Linked DNA regions of Sus scrofa: region 2 is linked to region 1. Evidence: chromatin contacts called from public HiChIP or PLAC-seq data. All regions are on one chromosome and are shown on one strand. Each heading gives the region's core, a stretch centred on a gene start, on an enhancer-like site or on the middle of the called end of the contact. The rest is flanking DNA. Distances are from core to core; before and after follow the strand shown. Region 1 overlaps MTMR7 (myotubularin-related protein 7). Region 2 overlaps SLC7A2 (solute carrier family 7 member 2).

What was found. HiChIP or PLAC-seq counts read pairs in DNA pulled down with a chosen protein or histone mark.
Region 2: a contact with region 1 is called in an H3K27ac HiChIP or PLAC-seq map of skeletal muscle. The contact joins two enhancer-like sites. A contact is called at or near these places in 1 of 47 Hi-C or Micro-C datasets (brain) and 1 of 2 datasets of contacts at active chromatin or transcription factors (skeletal muscle).

Annotation. Positions count from the first base shown.
Region 1 is chr17:5,059,150-5,065,538 of Sscrofa11.1, forward strand. MTMR7 (myotubularin-related protein 7) reads right to left here. Exons shown (of 15, transcript XM_003134197.6): 4 at 3,066-3,176; 5 at 3,020-3,063. Among named protein-coding and RNA genes, the nearest start is that of MTMR7, 60 kb to the right of the region's middle. Within about 2 kb of position 3,087, at least 2 of the 83 cell types and tissues checked have an H3K27ac peak or open chromatin away from gene starts, as enhancers often do. A contact at or near this core is called in skeletal muscle, where this site is marked.
Region 2 is chr17:5,226,945-5,233,333 of Sscrofa11.1, forward strand. All of the region lies in intron 1 of SLC7A2 (solute carrier family 7 member 2), which reads left to right. Among named protein-coding and RNA genes, the nearest start is that of SLC7A2, 38 kb to the left of the region's middle. Within about 2 kb of position 4,112, at least 3 of the 83 cell types and tissues checked have an H3K27ac peak or open chromatin away from gene starts, as enhancers often do. A contact at or near this core is called in skeletal muscle, where this site is marked.

The sequences.
Region 1 (6,389 bases), core at 1,837-4,336:
GAGTTCTACGTGGGAAACTCTAAGAGAAATTAAAATGCCTTCAGAAAATAGACTTGGGGTGCCAGCTAATTCAGGTTCAAGATGTCACTTCTTAACCAAACTGGACAAAAGTAAATTCGTCCCACTTTCATGAAAGTGGACAGCCCTTCCCAGTGGAAATAGAATGATCCTGGGGAGCACTGGTGGCTATTGGTTTTGCAACAAGCTCGTGCAGTGTGGATTCTGAGACCACTCAATGAGCCTCCCAAAATTCTGTCTGGTGCAGAAAATTACGTAAGAAAATTCAGAGAGAATATGAGAAGTTCAGAAAAGTGGGAAATACTTGAATTTCAAATTTGCTTTACATTCACTCTGTCTTAGCCAACAGAAGTGGGTTAAATTAAAACCATTCTGCATGTTTTATTAAAAACTAATAAGGAGTGACTTTCTTTGTTCTCCACTAAATAAATTAGCCTGCCGAGAATACTGACATGTCTCGCTTGGCCTTTTTAAGACGAACGATGACAGAGATGATGATGAAAATTAGCCTGCCCAGGACCGCAGGGACAGAAAAGGCCAGCACTGGTTCTGGCAGCTAAGTTTCTGGCTCTGTGTGGGCCACTACTTCCACCACGGGCAACAGCTCCCTCTCCATCAGAGGACAGCACCAGCTCCACTTACCTCAGAGAACTTGTGAAAAGAAAGAAAGAACTCTTATAAAATACGGGAGGAAAAAGTAGACGTTTTTCTCATGAGGTTAAAAGCAAAAGTAATAGATGATGAAATAACCTTCCCAATGGGCTATTAGTTAGAAATATCTTGAAAGAACCAACTTCTATTGCATTTCTAAACGGGTAATAAATGAGGGTTTACCACCTTTCTCTCTTTATTTCATATGCATGTATTGTTAAAATAAATAAATAAATAAATAAATGATTTACCACCTTTCTCCTTATTTCAATGACATGTGTAAAATCAGAAAATCCCCTGGGTTTTCACCTCTTTGGTCTCAACACAATTTGTTGATTGTTAGTTTTGGATTGCTGTGTGTTAATTTTGGAAAAAATGCTGAGTAACTCCTGTTTTGCAGTCTCTCTAATGCAGGACATAAGTGACTAAATGTGAGTCATGTTTGTGGTGCTTAAGTCTAGAAGAAACCTCATCAAAAAGAGGCAGAACCGCTGTTTCCAAGAAAATATTATTCCATACGATGTGACTTAGCCCCATTTTCTTCCTCACCCAAGGGTGCATCATATTTTTTTTAAATGTTAGAGTGTTTTTAAATAAACTGGATTTTCTTTAATAAGCTTGGATTTTCCTTCATTTCAAGGCTAAAAATTCGCTGCAAAGGTTGGCCTTAGCATGGGAACAAACTATTACATTAGCCAGATACTTATAATGATTGAGACAAAAAGAACCCAAATGTCTACTCACAGTATAAGATTGTGATTGTTTGACATAAGTGCAATTACAAAGAAAATCCAGTATCATGAAAGTGGCCATTCTATCCCCAATAATCTCTAAATTCAAGATATTCAGGAGAAGGACACAGAAGGACCTGACCTATTAGATAATAAGATTTATAATAAAACTATAAATGACCATAATTAGTAAAAATGTAACTATGGAAATTGTATAGCATAAACTGGGACAAAAGTTAGCAAATATAACAAGATTTTTTTAAAAAACAATATGCTAAAAGCATGACACAAAATAGGAAACACTAACAAATCAAAACTTCTGAGGATTAAATGATACCCTAAAAATAATACATAAATATCTCCTTAAAAGGAGATTAGATAGCTAGGATATAGCCATACTATGTCATATTACATGTTTTAAAATGATATAAAATATATTTATTGACAGGAAAACATTCATAATATGCTATGTGAAGAAAAGTAAAATGCAAGGCATCTGTAATATGATTCCATTTTTGTTGTATATATTTGAACGGTTCTTTTTTCTCTATATTTTCCAACCATAAAGAATGAAATGCATTACCATGTAAGAAAAAAGTTATTAAACTGTGCAGGTGAGAAAAGAGAAACTGAATAAAACATTTAAAACCTACTAGAAGAATGTTAGGGCAATGGGATGGTGGAGGTTTTTTCTTCTTTCTCTCTTTTGAAAATTCTCTGCAATGCTTTTACTGTACTTTTATTACTGAAAACACTTGAAAAATTAACAGGAGACCAGAGTTCCCATTGTGGCTCAGTGTTACGAACCCGACTAGCATCCATGAGGATGCAGGTTTGATCCCTGGCCTCGCTCAGTGGGTAAAGGATCTGGCATTGCCATGAGCTGTGGGGTTGGTTGAAGACACAGCTCAGATCCTGCATTGCTGTGGCTGTGGCGTAGGCTGGCAGCTGCAGCTCCGATTTGAGCCCTAGCCTAGGAACCTCCATATGCTGCAGAAGGGGCTCTAAAAAGCAAATAAATACATAAATAAATGAAAATTAATAGGAGAAGCAACAGTGATTTGTGAGTCCACCATCAGGAGACTATGGAATCAGTTTGGCCATGCATGCTTCCCTCCGCCTCCCATTCCCTTGTAACTGCAGACGTGTTTCCCCACATTTCTCTGGGGAAGCCTCCTGGTGACCTTGTGTACCAATCAAGAGTTCAGTGAGTACAGAAACGGGCTGGTGCCAAACTGCCATCAGAGCCTCTGTGACATCCCCACTCATCACTCACTGGGCTATAAAAAGACTTGATGGGAGAGGGAGGTGCTGGCCAGCTCTCCCCTGAAATGCCTGGCTGAGAGGGTGGCTTTGGGGCCTCTCCAGGTTTCCAGTCCTTCCACCATTAGAGGGGATGCTCTCTAAGGCTGCTTCGTTCAAACTTCCTGATTCCAGCTGCACGCAGGTAGGGAACAGAGCTGACCATGACCGAAGGACACTTGGAAATCCACATATTAGCACCTAGAAAGAGCTAGCAAAACTAAAGGAGATGAAAGAGGAGTCTTGCTGAGCTATGTGAAAATCATGTTTTCATCTGGATTAAGTATCTGCATTTCACTAAATGCCTCCGTACTCACTCTGTAATCTCTGTTCACGTCGCTGAGCTGCCAGTAATTATCGAGGAGCCCATTCGCTTGTATTCTTCACTGAGATCGATGAGCATCCAGCCTTGTTCCCTTTCTTCCCTATCCAGCTTGGGGTTGAATGAAAAGCAGTATAACTCCTCATATTTCACTGCAAGAAAAGGGAGAAAAAAGTCAAGCTAGGTCAAAGCCAAAAGAAAATCTCCCTCAAAGCATCCTGACTGGGCTGGAGAGGCCAGCCTAACTCCTCACCCCTGGACTCTTCCGGGGCACCCCATCTCTGTGCTGGGGCCACCCACTTCCTCCCAGTAAAGACAAGAAGACCTCGGGCAACCGAACTCAACTCTGCAAGAGCTTCTGTCCTTTTGGAACATGGCCTTCTCTATTCTGTGCTTTTCTGAGTTGCTTTTGAAAGCAAATATATCTTCAGACCACATAAAATATGGAGCTTAAAAGATGAAGAACATACATGTAGTTACAACAGCTAAGACATGGAAGTAACTTAAGTGTCCAGTGACGGAAGAATGGATGAAGATGGTATGGTCCATATATACAATGGACTATTACTCAACCATAAGAAAGAATGAAATAATGCCATTTGCAACAACACAGAAGGACCTAGAGATTCTCATACTAAGTGAGTAAGTCAGACAAATATTATATCACTTTTATGTGGAATCTAAAAAATAATACAAATTAACTTATTCACAAAACAGAAACAGACTCACAGACATAGAAAACAAACTTATGGAGACCAAAGGGAAAGAGGGGAAGATAAATAAGGTGTATGGGGTTAACAGATACACACCTCTATATATAAAAGGGATTAAACAACAAGCACAATGTATAGCATAAGGAACTGATAAACAGTATCTTGTAATACCTATAATGGAAAAGAATCTCAAAAAGAATATATAGGAATTCCCACTGTGGCTCAGTGGCGACAAACCCGACTAGTATCCATGAGGACCCAGGTTCGATCCTTAGCCTCACTCAGTGGGTTAAGGATCCTGTATTGCTGTGAGCTGTGGTGCAGGTCACAGACGTAGCTGGATTCCCGAGTGGCTGTGGCTGCGTCGTAGGGTGGCAGCTGCAGAACCCCTAGCCTGGGATCTTCAATATGCAAAGGGTGTGACCCTAAAAAGATAGAGAAAAAAGGAAAAAAAAAAGTATGTGTGTGTATAGCTGAACCACCTTGCTGTACACCTGAAACTAACATAATATTGTAAATTAACTACAGTTCAATTTTTTTTAAAAAAAGAATGTATTAATTCCTTAGACATCAAGAACTCAATTTGTTTATGCATGTCAAGCTGGAATTTGTGACGGCCTCTCAGAGGTACACAGAGGCCAGGCCATTGCCATGTTTTGCTGCTTACAGTGTTATAAAAAGAAATAACAAAACAGTTGAAAAAGCCATGGAATATATAAATGTTTGTACTGAAAACACTTGAACTTTTAACAACTCCATAAATGTCATAATTGTACTGCTCATACAGTATCTATCTATAGGATTCAGTAAAAAATATCAATTCAGAGTTCCTGATACTGAGGGGCAAGCTGAAGGATGACAGACTTCTCTCAGTTCTGCCAGGATAACTCTGACTTTCTGCATTGCCCTGTCTGCTCATGAAGCCAGGCCCGAGAGCCCTTCCCTATAAGATCGAGCCTCTGGAGTTCCTGTCGTGGCTCAGCAGAAACGAATCCGACTAACATCCGTGAGGATGCAGGTTCGATCCCTGGCCTCACTCAGTGGGTTAAGTATCTGGCATTGCCATGAGCTGTGGTGTAGGTCGCAGACACGGCTCGGATTTGGCGGGGCTGTGGCTGTGGTGTAGGCTGGCAGCTACGGCTCTGATTCAACCCCTAGCCTGGGAACCTGCATATGCTGTGGTGCAGACCTAAAAAGACAAAAAAAAAAAAAAAAGATTGAGCATCTGGTTTTCCTGCTCTGGCCTTGTCACACTGAGGGAGGCAACTGGGCTAACAATGTCCAACAGAAATATAATGTAAGCCACACATGTCATTTAAAGTGTCTTGTAGCCACATTAAAATAGTAAAAAGAGGAGTTCTCATTGTGGCTCGGGGGTTAAGAACCCAACATAGTGTCCATGAGGATGTTGGTTCAATCCCTGGCGTCATTCAGTGGGTTAAGGATCCGGGATTGTTGAAAGCTGTGGTGTAGGTCACAGCTGTAGCTTAGATCTGGCCTGATGTGGCTGTGGCACTGACCAGCAGCTGCAGGCTCTGATTTGACCCCTAGCCTGGGAATTTCCATATGCTGCAGGTGAGGCCCTTAAAAAGCAAAAACAAAACAAAACCAAAAACAGTAAAAAGAAACAGTGAAAATAATTATAACAATAGATTTGCCCAACAGATCCAAAAGATCATTTCAGCACACAGACTGTGAAACATTAATGTTTTATACATTTTGCTTTGTATTGTCTTTGAAATGCTGTGTGCATTTCACACTGATCAGCACATCCAGATGGGACCACCGAATTTCAAGCCCTTGGCAGCCCATGTGGCTAGTGGCCGACCACGGGGCAGGGCCAGTCTAAGCATACTTCTGGTGAACATAAATGTGGCTGATACTCAGGGAACCCTTGTTTCACTCCAGATTCTGTTCTAATGACCCAACTCAATGTCATCACGACAGGTGGGCCTCGCTGCAAAGATGATAAAGCTGAGGCAAAGGGAGGCTTTGGAACATCCCGAGGGTCACAGAGCTAGAAGATGGGTAGTCTGGCCGGACAGCACATGCTCTCACCACCACACTCACTGCTCCTCCAACCAGACCCCTCCTCCTTCTCCCCAGAGGGGCCCATTCTGTATATTTTCTGTCCTCGTTCCATCCCCCTAACCCTCCTATTTTTTCTCCAATAGACTTCTCCTCACAGTCCTCTTAGATCATGCCATTTATTCCTTAATCTTCTGATGGCATTCAGCACTCCTAAACATGTGTCTGGAGGCCCAACCAAGCATCTCACCACCATCAAGAGGCTGCAGTAACACAGGCAGCTGAAGGTCAAGCTCAGTGTCAGCTTCTTTTGATGACTATAGAAATGACTCATCTACAAAGATGATAAGGACTATATTTTAAGTATTAGACTTTTGCATGAGACATCACTCTTTCTTATAAAAAAAGAAGCAGGAGACTGGGATTTCTCAGTGAGATAAGCTGGGTTGTATTTCAGTCTCTCTTGATGTCACATTTCTAAACCTGAAAACTGAGCACACTGACGATTCAACAAAGAAGAAAACACACAGAGGCGCTTGTGCGTGTGCACACACACACACACACACACACACACATAGCATACACACTTCCAGTAAAAAAACAGTTTCTCATCATCTTAGCAAA
Region 2 (6,389 bases), core at 2,862-5,361, 170 kb after region 1:
CTGTTCCACATCAGTGATTGCCACTAGTCTGTCCTCCACCTCGCTTATTTGTTCTTCTGCCTCCTGTATTCTGCTGTTGGTTGCTTCTAATGAATTTTTTCTTTCAGTTGTTATATTTTGCATCTCTGCTTGCTTAATCCTTAAATCTTGTATTTCTTTGCTCAGTGTTTCTTGTAATTTGTCAATCTTTGCCTCCAGGTTATTTCTAATGTCTTGAATCATCTTCACTATCATCAGTCTAAAGTCTTTTTCATGGAGATTGATAATGTCCAGATCACCTAGCTGTTTTTCTGAGTTTTTTTCTTCCTCCCTTATCAGAGTCATTATTTTCTGCCTTTTTATTTTGTATAGATTTTTGGTATGATCTCTTTTTTGCATACAATAGAGTTGTAGTCTCTCTTGTTTCCAATGTATGCCCCCCTTGTGGCTGAAGTTGGTGTGGGGGTTTGCTGTAGCTTTCCTGCTGGGAGGGACTGATGCCTGCCCACTGGTAGGTGGAGCTGATTCTTATCCCTCTAGTGGGTGGTGCTTTGTCTGTGGGTGAGATTAGAGGTGGCTGTATGCTTGGGGAGGGGGGCGGTCTTTAGGCAGCCATTTGCTGATGGGTGAGGCTGTGTTCCCACCCAGATTATTGTTTCGCCTGGAGCCTCTCAGCCCTGATGGGCAGGGACAGGTTTTTCCAAAAGGGCCACTTCTAGAGGAACACACGCTGATGATTATTCCTGAGACCTTTTCCTCCAATGTCCTTCCCCACAATGAGTCACAGTCACCCCCTGTTCTCCTAGGAGATCCTCCAAGAACTGCAGTCAGGTCCCACCCAAATTCCTTTGGAGTCTCTGCTTTGCCCTGGGATCCAGTGTACATGGAAGCCTGTGTGTGCCTTTCAAGAATGGGGTCTCCATTTCCCCCAGACCCCTGGAGCTCCTGTGCACAAGCCCCACTGGCCCTCACTGTCAAATGTTCCGGGGGCTGCTTCTCCCAGTGCTAAATCCCCAGGCGTGGGGACCTGACATGGGGCTCAGAACTCTCACTCCCATAGGTGAGTCTCTGTGATACAGTTACTTTCCAGTCTGTCGGCTGCCCACCTGGCATGTATGGTGTAGCCTATATTGCATAATTGCCCCCCTACCATCTTGATGTGGCCTCCTTTTTGTCTTCTAGAGTAGGATAGGATATCTTTTTTGATAGTTCGCAGTCTTGTTTGTTTGAAAGTTGTTCAGCAGCTGGTGGTAATTGTGTTGCTTTTATGAGAAAAAGTGAACTCCAGTCCTTCTACTCTGCCATCTCAATCCTGTCTCTCATTAGAATTTTTAAAGTGTTTCATTTTTATGAGGGCAAAAAAATCCAAAATGTCTGTTTGATGCCTAGAAAGGTGGGAATAGTTGTTTTGTGGTTGTTACCGTTAAAGTGGGCCTATGAAAAGCATTTTGCTTACCCCTTCCCCTTCAATCCCCACTTCAGGAATGAGTAAAATAATTGGCTGAAGTGGTTACGTATTTAGGTACACAGCTGTGCCTTTCACATATAATCCTGAGGGTTTTTTTTTTTTTTTCTTGTTTGTTTGTATGGCAGGGGACGTGGGGGGAAATACAGATCCACATATTCCATTGAGAACAAGCTCTCAGCATACATGGTTGGTTTGCCTGTGCTTTCTGAGCTGTACATTTGGCTAGCACTTTAATTTTTGGAAGTGGAGAAATTACCCCAAATTATTGATTGGGGCAAGAGTCAAAGATGACTCAGAACTAAACTCTATCCCTGCATCTAAAGTTGGAATCTAATGAGGAACCGTTTTCCCACATATTTTCCCTATATTCTTGCTACATTTCTGTTATCCTTTCATCCCACCAGAGAAATTTGCCTTGACTTTTCAAGTTGAATAGTATCCTTCACTGGGGGTCTTAAGCTACATGAGGCTCTTCATCAGACCATTGGAAAGAATATTTTCGTTCTACATATTCACGATTTGAAGGAAAAGGGAGTGTTTAGAAATCTTAAAAAAAAAAAACCAAATAAACAATCTCTAGAATATGAAACAAGGAAGTAGCCAACAGTCATCATTGTAATGATTAGTAGTAGTTGTGTTTTCTTCAGATTCTTCAGTAAATTATCTTTACACTCACAGAAAGCTGTCCTAGAAAGGAGAACTGTAGGAATGGCAGGTCCTAAGGGAGGTATAAGTGATGTTCCAGAAGGATTTGTTTGCCAGGGATTTAATTTGACAACGAGCTGCTTACCTTAAAGGATCATGGTCCAGTTCCACCTTCTGCCTGCCTCACTAGTGATTGGGTGTGTGCCAGCTCACGCTTGGTGTGCATTAAGCAACTCAGTGGTACTGGGCCGTGGATGATGAAACACTGCTTTGCTGCTTGTAAAGAGGGACCTTCCCGCAATCGGGATTTGTTGAAACCTTCCTGTGAAAGATTCTTAAACAAACTTGGTTTTTGTTGATATAAGATAAATGAAATGGGGAGGTTGTGTAGTAAGAGTTTAGGAGGTTCAAAGAATTTTCACTTGCCCTACTTTTTGGTAAATATCATAAAGTGTCTCTCGGTGACAAGGAAATAATTTGCTTAGAACATTCTCAATGACCCTCTAGCGGACTCAGTCTGTGTACCCTAGATTTTAAAAAATCAGACTTCTGAATACTCAAGAGAAACTGTGGGTAGAACTCTATGGACTGCAAGTAACCCTAAAAAGTAATACCATTTGGAGAGAAGAAAAGACAAATGGAGTTGGCCCTCTGTAAACGCGGATGCCCAACATGTGAATACAGAGGACCGATTATGGGAGTTGAGCATCTGGGGAGTTTGGTACCTGTGGCTAATCTGGATTGGATCCCCTACAGATATGCAGATATGGAGGGATGGCGGTATGGTCACCATCCTTGATCAGAATATGAATACTCAGTGTGAGGAACCAGAAGGGTTCATTGTGCTGTCACTGGAATTCATTTGAGGGGCTCAGACTTAAAAGATAAAGGAATAAAATGCAAATCTATGAAAAATAGCCACGGAATGTTTGCTCTTATCTTTTCAAAATATTTAGTCATAAAGGTGGGAGAAAAGGGACCTTGGAGGAGTGGCAGTAGGTGACTGAGGGAGGGCTGATCTGCTTTTGGCTTTAGAAGAGTGGCTTTCTGACCAAAGGGGGAGAACAGAAAGGGAACCTGAGGCTCAAGTTAGTGGGAGAGAACATAGCTGCTTCATGCTATTTCACAATTTTAGGCCTGGAATACTTACATCTCATGATAATTAAATAATGAGCAGATATGAGGGTGGAGTGACCATCTGTCATTTTGGAGGCCCCCTGAAGTATAGGAAAGGGAGCAGCAGAAATTAAAGAGGCAGTTACTCTTCAAAATAGAGGCCACTATAGATCCTGGAAACCCCAGATCAGGGAGCTGGATATAGTTTACCAGCAAAATTCTAGGAATGTGTGGTGTGTACTTGGAAAAGAAGTAAGCAATTTCCAAAAGGTGTCATAAGTTCACCAAGAATAGTTTTGCCTGAGAAACTCCATACCCTCTTTTCACAAGGCTATGAGACTGATGGGTTTTGGAAATTTAAATGTAATATATTATCATCTCAGCAAAGCTTTTAATACTGTATGTTGTGATAACTTTAGAGTAAGCTGGAGAAGAATGTGGATCTTCCATTGTTTCCATGATGTACCCCGAGTGTTGATTAATGGGTTGATGCCAGCTTGGAGGGACATTCTTGATGGCATGCCATGGTACTCTGTCCTTTGCCCTGTCACGTTTAACAGTGTTTATCATTTACTTGGGTTAAGATAAAAGTCATGCTTGCTAAATTTGCAGTGACATTGGAGTTCCCATTGTGGCACAGCAGAAATGAATCCAACTAGTATCCATGAGGATGAGGGTTCGATCCCTGGCCTCTCTCAGTGGGTTAAGGATCCGGTGTTGCCATGAGCTGTGGTGTATTAGGTCACAGACTTGTCTCAGATCTGGCATTGCTATGGCTATATAGATAGTCTATGTATATATCATTGAGAAAAAAAATACCTGAGGGTTTTAGTTGATGACAAACCAAGTATGAGTCATTTATTCACCTAACAAATGTGTACTGCACTCCTCTCTATGTTTTAGTCCCTGTGTGTACACAGGGAATGCAGCATGCGAGTAATAGATAGACCCTGTTTTCCAGAAACATTTAGTATAAAGGAGTATACTAGTTCTCAAAGGTTTCCATAAAAAAGTACCACAAACTGTGTGTCTTAAAATAACAAAAAATGTATTGTCACACAGTTCTGAAAACTAGAAGCCCCAAATCAAGGAGTGGGCAAGGCCATGCTCCTCTGAAGCCTTCAGAGAAGTCTCCCTCTTCCTCCTCTGGCTTTGGTGGTGGCTGCCAATCTTAAGTATTCCTTGGCTTGCAGCTATGTCACTCCAGTTTCTGCCTCTGTCATCACATGGCATCCTTCCCTCGGGTCTGTGTCTTCATGGGGCATTTTCCTCTTCTTATAAGGCAGTAGTTATATTGGATTAAGACTCACCCTAAAGAGCTCACCTTCATCTGATAACACCAGCAAAGACCCTGTTTCCAAATAAAGTCACCAAGTAAGGTACCAGGGCTTAGGACTTCCAAATATATATATATATATTTTTTAATGAATAGAGCACAGTTCAACCCATAACGAGGAGTTAAACATGTTTAACCAAGTGGTTGATTATGATTACGATAAAGAAGAAGTTCCATAAAAATACAGCGTGCTATGAGACCAAGCCATGGGGCGACCTCATCTAGCCTGGGGAGGGGTCAGGAGGATGGGGAGCGCTCCATGCAAAGGGGAGAGGAGTAACTTTCCCGAATGAAGAGACAGCTGTTCAGGAAGCCTGAAGGCAGTAGAGACTTGGAGGTCTGAGGATGTTAAGAGGGAGCCCGGGTCGTGCAAGCGTGTGAGGAGTGGAAGATGTGCAGAGGAGATGGCGAGGGGCTGGATCTAGAAGAGCTCTGCACTCTGTGCTGCCTGGGTTTGAGGCGACTCTTCAAAACAAAACAAAAAGAATAATAGAAGTATATGGAATGGAGATAATAAATTAGACCAAATGTCTAATGTACCTGTTTGACCACATGTGGAGCGCTCTGTCTTGTTGGCAATGTCATATTTTAAGTTTGAGGTTATTAGTATGGGTTTTATACTTTGTTTTTTTTTTTTTTTTTTTTTGTTTTTTGCTTTTCCAGGGCCTCACCCACAGCATATGGAAGTTCCCAGGCTCAGGGTAGAATTGGAGATGCAGCTGAGGCCTACACCACAGCCACAGCAACGCCAGATCTAAGCCGAGTCTGCAACCTACACTGCAGTCACAACGATGCTGGGTCCTTGACCCCTGAGTGAGGCCAGGCATTGAACCTGAGTCTTCATGGACACTGTTCAGATTTGTTTGTGCTGAGCCACAATGGGAACTTCCTGGGTGTTGTACTTTGAGTGAATGTATTTATCTGAGTGGAGGGAAAGCTTTGGAAAGCAGCCACTTGGAATTACTTGAATGAAAAGACTTTCTGTTTTTTTCTTGGGGCAGAATTAGACCAGTGGGTAGAAGTGACAGGAGGACTTCATGGAAGAAAGGTCTTCCAGCAACGTGAGCTACACAAGGGGAGAGCTGGAGCCCTGGGGAGGATAGCCGCCTGTCGGACATGAAAGGTTCTGCAGTGAAGGTGGGCTGGGTGGCTTTCCCCTAAGCCCCTGTGCAGCAAGGCTGGGGACAGAGGAAGAGACTTAGAGTTCTGAGGATGCAAAAGGAAACCCCTTAAGTATCCACTAGTGGTTCAGATGTGATAAGATTTCTAAGGCACATTTACTTTATAATTAAAAAGTAAGAGCATTAAAAGGGCTTTAAAATTCAGTGTCATTGGAAGATTGTGAAATAACTCAATTCTAAAATGTCTTTGTAATACAATGTTACATGTCAGTTATATCTCAATTAAACATAAATTTGCAGAATTGTTTAGAGGCATTTATCTTTCCTGACCCTCCGCTGTCATCACAACCACTATCCTTAACCTCATGTCTTTGACACCCATTCATTCCTCTCCCTGATGTTCTCCCAGCTGCCCTCACCTGACTTGTTCTATTGAGCTTGTTTCTAGGGATCAGTTGCCAGTCATTTATGTGAGGCCAAATAAATCCTGTTTAGAAGTGATGGTATTTAAATGTGTACCTTTTGTTTTATACCAAACAGTTTTACCTTCCCTGGTGGGGAGGGAGCAGGAGGGCACATCACATAACAAGTGTCCGTCCCATCCCAGTGCCATGGGAACCAGTCCCTTTGTATTCAAAGAAACCCTGACTAGCTCCTGAAAGTATATTTGCAAGGACTTCCCACATGCACTTGTGTCTCTTGAAAGAGACCAACTCATATTCCA